Linked DNA regions of Capsicum annuum: region 1 is linked to region 2. Evidence: chromatin contacts called from public Hi-C data. All regions are on one chromosome and are shown on one strand. The core of a region is the stretch at or near the end of the contact, and the rest is flanking DNA. Distances in the headings are between cores, read along the strand shown.

The links. A called contact is a pair of places that touch in the nucleus more often than the background predicts.
Region 1: a Hi-C map of leaf shows a contact between it and region 2, with 2.6 times the contacts expected there. The contact joins the enhancer-like site here to the promoter of LOC107867793 in region 2. A contact is called at or near these places in 3 of 5 Hi-C or Micro-C datasets (bud, leaf and placenta).

What each region holds. Positions count from the first base shown.
Region 1 is chr7:33,792,033-33,795,731 of UCD10Xv1.1, reverse strand. No RefSeq gene overlaps it. Among protein-coding and RNA genes, the nearest start is that of LOC124885561, 10 kb to the right of the region's middle. Within about 2 kb of position 1,686, at least 2 of the 5 cell types and tissues checked have an H3K27ac peak or open chromatin away from gene starts, as enhancers often do. A contact at or near this core is called in leaf, where this site is marked.
Region 2 is chr7:33,663,705-33,667,281 of UCD10Xv1.1, reverse strand. LOC107867793 reads left to right here and starts at 1,923. Exons shown (of 6, transcript XM_016714206.2): 1 at 1,923-2,088; 2 at 2,271-2,430. The coding sequence starts at 2,363.

The sequences.
Region 1 (3,699 bases), core at 437-2,936, 130 kb before region 2:
CTTCCTCTTTTGTTTCATAAAGAGTAAAAAAATCAGTATCTACTATTTGTTTTTAGTTTTTGACATGAAATATTAGCTAATATATTATTGCTATTGAAATTTTGATTATTTATATATGCAATTAAATATTCTAATTTTTTTGTTATTAATTGTCGCCACACTTCCAAAAGGCGATCGTCTCGCTGCATGGTGAGGCAAAAGATCCTTGTTGCCTCTTGTCGCCTTTCGCCATTCAAAACACTTGATAAGGAAAAAGTGTTGAATTTTTTTTTCTAAAAAACTAATTAGAAAAATATACATTTTTTTTGGGGGGGGGGGGGGGGGGGGGGGGGTCGGGGGGGGGTGGGGATGGGGGGTCGGGGTAGGGGTGAGTGATTTTGAGAGTTGTATGAACATTTCTACTTGAGAGTGAGATTGAAAGAGAGTTTTGAAAAATGTTTTTCTTACTTTTTGAAGGGAAGTCATTTTCCTGAGGAAAATAAGTTGATTTGAAAATCATTTTCTTAAAAATATTTAAGCCAACCAAACATGAGAACTGAAAAACATTTTCCAGAAAATGTTTTCCTTCATACCAGCACACTCTGTGGAAAACTTGAGCAGAAACTATTGTTCAAGAAGAAAATCATGAAAGGAGATAAAAAGAAAAACAATAACATAGAAATTTCTACAAACAAGGTATTCCTTTTTCTTCAATTTCACCTTAGCTTTTGTTTTGATTACAAAATTCCTTAAATCTGTTCGGACTTTCGTAGTTGATTTTGGTCAAAGTATCCAAACTCGGTTGACCAGATCCGGTACGGATCCCACACCCACACCTACACCTACACATATGTCGTGTCGACACTGGTGCGACACCAAAAGTGAAGAGTCCGAGTAACTTAGAAGTTGAGAGGAGAGGGTTGTTGTATTAAAATTGGACATGCCAATAGTGTACACCATATTTATGCGCCAAAAGATGGTCGAGACTAATACCATCATGTATCTGGTGGTCAGTATGGATAGTATGGATGGAAAAAAATGGTAGATATTTTGAAGATAGGTCCAATTCAATACACAAGGTTAAATGGAACTGTGTGGTATCCTTACTCTTTTGGTGTTAAAAACTTTGTATAGAAGATGTAGACCTGATTTTAGATTTTATAGGAAGTTTGTAATTGATACTTTCTGGAGGTGGCCAACATACCCTTCCCTTAATGCTGAGGAATACAATATTACCGGTTTCAAAAAAGAAAAAATTTATGAGCCAAAAGCTGTAATTCCTTAGTTGTTCGAAGAAAAAGAGAACTTGAAAAGCTGTAACATTGCTGCCATTAGTTGTCCTTAATTTTTTTTTTTCATGGCAAGAATTAAACTTTTAAATTTTTGTTGTTGTCTTGCTTTGATGTATGTTGAGGGTCTATCAGAAACAACCTCTCTACCTTCCCGGGTAGCGGTAAGGTTTGCATACACACTACCCTCCCGGACCCCACTTGTGGTATTACACTGTTGTTGTTGTCTTGCTTTGATATGTAATTCTTGGATGTGAGTAATGGTATATGTATTCCATGTTAATAGGTTGTTATAAGTAAAAATTTCTACCAGACTATTAAGACTTGTTGCTGATACCTCTTCAGGCCTGTAATGACAAGGGTCAAGCAGGATACTTCAGTTACCGAAGGTATTCGCTCTCTCGTTGCTGGTAAGGTCGAGGCAACTGTGACACCTTGGTGGAAAAGGGGGATAGCTTCCATTCTATTCAAGGATGGACAGTAAGCAGTAGAAGTTTTGTCGCAAAGAGTGTCAACACTATAGGTGCTCCTAAAATTGATGTTTTCTTGAACTTTGGTCAGCTTTGCTTGCTGCTGTTATTTCTCTTGCCCCTTCATAACCTTGAACACATTGTCATGTGTGCTAGTATAATTACAATGAGCTACAAGTATTCTAGTACCTTTGTTTTCTTGTAGTTAATATCGAGGCAAATGTCATGCTTTCCAGTCTTAACCGTGAGAGTGACTAATCCGTCGGAGAAGAGAAAAAGAGGATGAATTTCAAATTTGTTTCTTTTCCTATGGAAATTCAGTTTTGTTCACCATCATTTATTTGATTGGTCCGTTAGAAATAGAAAAAAGATCGATGAGTTATTGTTAAAGTAGGTTGCTAGGACTTGAGCTATTCGATGGAAGCGAAGATACAATGTGACATGTTGGATCACGGAACCAGTTTATGGATGTTATTTTCTTGTCAAATCAGAAAGCGTATATTTCTGGTCGGGCCCTTTCACTGACCTTGAGTATAGCGGGAGTTTTAGTGTATCAGCTATCTTTTAAATGTTTATCCAAGGGCATAGCCCTTGTTTATCCAAGGGCATAGCCCTAGTTGCATGTAGAATAAAGATGGATTTGCTTTTACAGTGGTATCTGAACTATACTTTTAATAATTGTGTCATATTATACAAATAAAGATAAAATATCAATATCAAAGTTTAAACAAAGGAGAGAATTATAGTAATGCTTTTATTTTACTACTTTGATATATCGATAAAAATGTACAAAGGGTGGCTATTTATAGATTCCCAAACTTGGTCCCTAAGGTTGCTAAGCTTGACATCAAGTTGACAACTTGACCAACCATTTCAGGTATTCAAATTCGAATTGAACAAGTAATTTTGGTTTTCAAATTCAACTTGAATAAGTACTTCTTGGTATTTAAATTCAATTTGAATACTAACTATTATCTCTAAGTAATGACATTTCACACATATATATGTCACATGACATTCATATTATATAACACTCCTCCCTTGGATGTCCATTAATAGATAATATGTCTCGTTAAAACTTTACTAGGAAAATCCAATGAGAAAATCCAGTGAAGAAAAAAGAATGCACACATTTTGTAATACGCCTTTAGTGCTACCTCATTAAAAACCTTATAGGAAAATCAGTTGGGACAACTTTCTCAAAAAAATCATTTGGGACAAAACTTTGGTTAAGAAAAAAAGAGTACAACACGTATTTTACTCCTCCTGATGGAAATTTCAATTCAATGACTTGAATTTTCGCATTCCGATCTTGAGCACCATCTTCTTGAAAGTTGCAGTTGGTAGAGACTTGATGAATAAATAAAAAATATTGTCACTTGAATGAATCTATCGTACGTTGATATCACCATTTTTATGGAGCTCATATTTGTAGAAACGTTTTGACGAAATGTACTTTGTTCAATCTCCTTTTATAAATCCTCCCCTTAGTTGCGTTATGCATGCTGTATTATTTTCATATAAAATTGTGGATACTTTGTCACATTTCGAATCACATTTTTCTCAAATGAGATGTATCATGAACCTCAATCATACACACTCCCGGCTTACTTCATGAATAACTATTATCTCAACATGGTTCGATGCGGTGACTATTATAAACTGCTTTGTTGATCTCAAAGATATGACAGTAACCCTACATATGAACATATAGCCTGTCTGAGATCGAGCTTTACGTGGGTCAGATAAGTACCCAATATCAGCATAACCAACAAAATCGAAACTGCAATTTTTAGAATAAAATAAGCCCATATTGATAATTCTCTTTAGGTACCGTAATATGTGTTTGATCTTATTCTAGTGTTTCCTATAGGAACAAAACTATACATTGCTAATAAATTAATTGAAAAGACTATACCAGGCCTTGTAGTATTTGCAAGATACATTAGTGCATTAATTAC
Region 2 (3,577 bases), core at 674-3,173:
TGGGCAGAAAAAGATATTATTTATCGTTAATTTGCTACGATCGTAGCTAAGAAATTATTTTTAATAATTCATCATTATTGTCGACAGTGCACCCCCTTGGTCAATATATGTTTGATTAATTATCTCATGGTTTTAAGGCTATTAGTTTAGCCGCACATGCCTCGCACGTATAATGTTTGATTATTTAAAATTAAAAGATTTTATCTATAACGAAATATTTAATAAAGTGTAAAATTCAAATCATTTTTCAAAAAACTTTCACACTTTAATATAATAATGTAAACATAAACATATATGTTTTACCACCAAAAGTTTCAAATGGTTAATGAATCATTATTTTTACATTTGTCATATAGTACCTCTTTCTCTTGTTGCCACATGCTAAGAGAGACACATCAATTTGAACCATATTTGTGTTATAATTTTTTTTTATATTTAAAATCTTTTCTTATTTTAAAGTCAAATCTTTATAAATCATTGATTATATTCTTATTACGTACATAAAACTTTAAAAATTTGGTACTTCTTAATTTTTTTTTAAAAAAGGTTTTATATTTATTTCTAGATTTTCCAAATCTTCTCAAATTTACTTGATTTAGAATTCTTAAATTAATTAAAAAAAAACAGTTGTCATTAATTTTGATGACTTCTAATAATGAAAGTTTTAACGATAAATATATTAATTAATTTTTAACTCTTAAATTATGAAAAAATATTGAAATTCTGATGAAAGATTTTATCATAAATATATTTAGTTAATTTTTAACTCTTAAATATTAGGAAAATAGTGAAAATACGATTTTATCTAAAGGAAGAACTTTTAAGAAAGAACTAAAAATTCAAACAACATTTCTAAAGCCCTTCACACCTTTAATATATTATTATTATTATTATTATTATAATAATAATAATAATAATAATAGTAATAATAATAATAATATATTATATTTTTATTATAGATAACATTATTGTCCAGAATTTAAGGTGACTATAGTTGTTCTTATTTTATTGTTAAATATTATCATTAATCCTACTGAGAATTGGATGGAATTAGTATAATAGAAATAATTTGATGTTTTTTACATATCCCTCAAAATGAGATTGTAATGTTTACCATGCAAGTCGTTGGTGGCTCGATGACTTGTAAGTCGCTGTGGCCCAGGCGACTTACAAATCGCTGTGGGCCAGATGATTTACAAGTCAGTGGACCTACCATGTTTTGTCCCTTTTATTTTTTTTCAAAATCAAGTGTCCTTTAATATTTTTGATAAAGAAAAGAGTACTTTCGGCTCCGAATTCCACCAAATACGGTTAAGCATCACATTCACGTTGCCCAATGAGATTCTTGAATCTGGATTCTAAAAATTGTACACAACTAGTAACCACATTAGTTTACAACAATATGCCTTATTCCACGAGTGAGGTCGATGGTATAGGGTACACATATTTTCTTTTAATCTTATTAAGGTAGAACTATTGTTTCGAAAAGATCTTCATTTATGTGCATTAAATTAAAATATTTATATAAAGAATGATAGGGAAGAAAATGTATCAATTAATAAAAAAAGTAATGTAGAATTTTTTTAAAAAAAAATCAATAAAACCAGATAAAATATTATGAAAATTGACATGAAAATCAAGAAACTACACGTATAAGGACAATATTATCATATACACGATGCTTCTAGATTTTCATTAAGCTTAATCTAACTAAAAACAGAATTAAATTACCTAATTTATTTTCAAACACCCATCAAACTTAAGTCTGATCTAAAATGAGTCAAAATGCCTAATATGCTTCCAAACTTCCACCAAATCTAATTTCATAAAAAAAAATAAAAAATTAAATTGAACTATTTAATAACCTTCTATTTTAATGGAGACCGTGCCAAAATTATTACCCACGATACACGAAGCACATATGACAATTGTACACATAAAAGATGAAAGATAATTCAACCGAGAAGACCCCAAACTGTTGCCCACTTCACTTCCTAAGTCCCACTATAGAAAACAAAGTACCAAACCCACAGATAAAGCAGAGAGAGAAAAACAGAGAGAAAAGCCCCCCTCATTTTTTTCTTTCAGGTTATACAAAACACCCTTTTGGAGTTCAGTTTCAATTCCATTAATTCTACCATTAATAACTGTGTTATATTTAATTTGTATCCATATAAAATGTCTTTTTCTCTTTTTTTTCTTAATCAGATTCTTGAAAACTGAGAAGGATTTTTCTTTTGTTAATACTTCTTTTTTTTTTTTTTTTTTAGGGAAAGGAAAAAAGATTGGATTTTTATGCTCCGGGTTTTGTGATCTGGTTTAATTTTGGAGCTTTGAAGAGGAATTGGATAATAATTATTGTATGTTTAGATATATGATGTTGTACAGTTCTTTCAGTGCTTGGGTCAGTCATTTTCTGGCTTGTATGGGGTATGTATACTGATTCTTTTACAATAACTTTTTGTTGCTATTTTATTTGATGGTTTTAGTGAAGTTTATTTGTTATGTGTTTTGTTCAAATTTGTGTGAATTGAGGGATGTTAAAGTGATTGATTGTGTGTGTGATGGGTCTTTAGTTGTTTGTTGAACACATTATTTATTGTGATTGACCTTTTTCTGAAAATTGTGATTCCTTTACCTTTTTTGATTACCCTGGTGTCGGGTCACACCTTGACTAATTCAATGGGATACCTGCTATTGAAACATTTTAACTGCTATTTCTATATTTTAGTCACTCTTAACGGTTCAAGCAGTGTAAACAGCTTCTTGCAGAAATGCAGGTAAGATTGCGTACACTTGACACCTGTGGTACGGCCTTTTCTCGTACCCCGCGCATAGCTGGAGCATTAGTACACCTGGCTTACCTTCTTAAAGGACACCCAAAAAGGGAAAAGGAATTGGAGGAAGGGGTTTTTTCCTGCAAGAGGAGGGAGGAGAAAGTTAAGAACTTTTCTCTTTTTAGATGGAGGAGAAGAAGGTAGGTGGGCGGAGGGAAGGAATCAGGTGTCTAGGAAAGTGAATAAGAAACATGAGTTTCTCTTTATTCCTTTATCGAGTGTTTTGGTGTTTGATCTTCCAAATTATGGTTCGAAGAGTAGTTGAAGGCTGATTCTATCATGATTATTTGTGACCTGTCAATTTAGATATTCGGTATATGATTTGGGTTGATACCATGCTTGCAAGACATAATAGGTGAAACTTTTTCAGGAAATAAAATTGGAATAATTAGATAGATCAGATTAGGGTGAGAAATAACCAACATTTATCATACTGTTTCAAACTTCATCTTCCTCTCTATATTTTTTTTCTTATTTAGGAAATTAGTAAAATTCTTTGAGAAATTCGGGGCAAGAAAAGTGTACTTTCACTCTGTTTATGCAATCAATAGTTGGTAGAATATTGTTCTCTATGTACCTTATCTTGGAAAAATGTGATAGTTAGCTTAGGAGTAATCTTTCTTGGTATATAAGATTACCAAAGTGGATATCGTCATTAACATGGGATGCTGGATAGTTTTTCATGTTCCATTTTTCCGGAATTGTCTTTACTTTTCCTATTGCTTTGTTTAAGCTTTGTT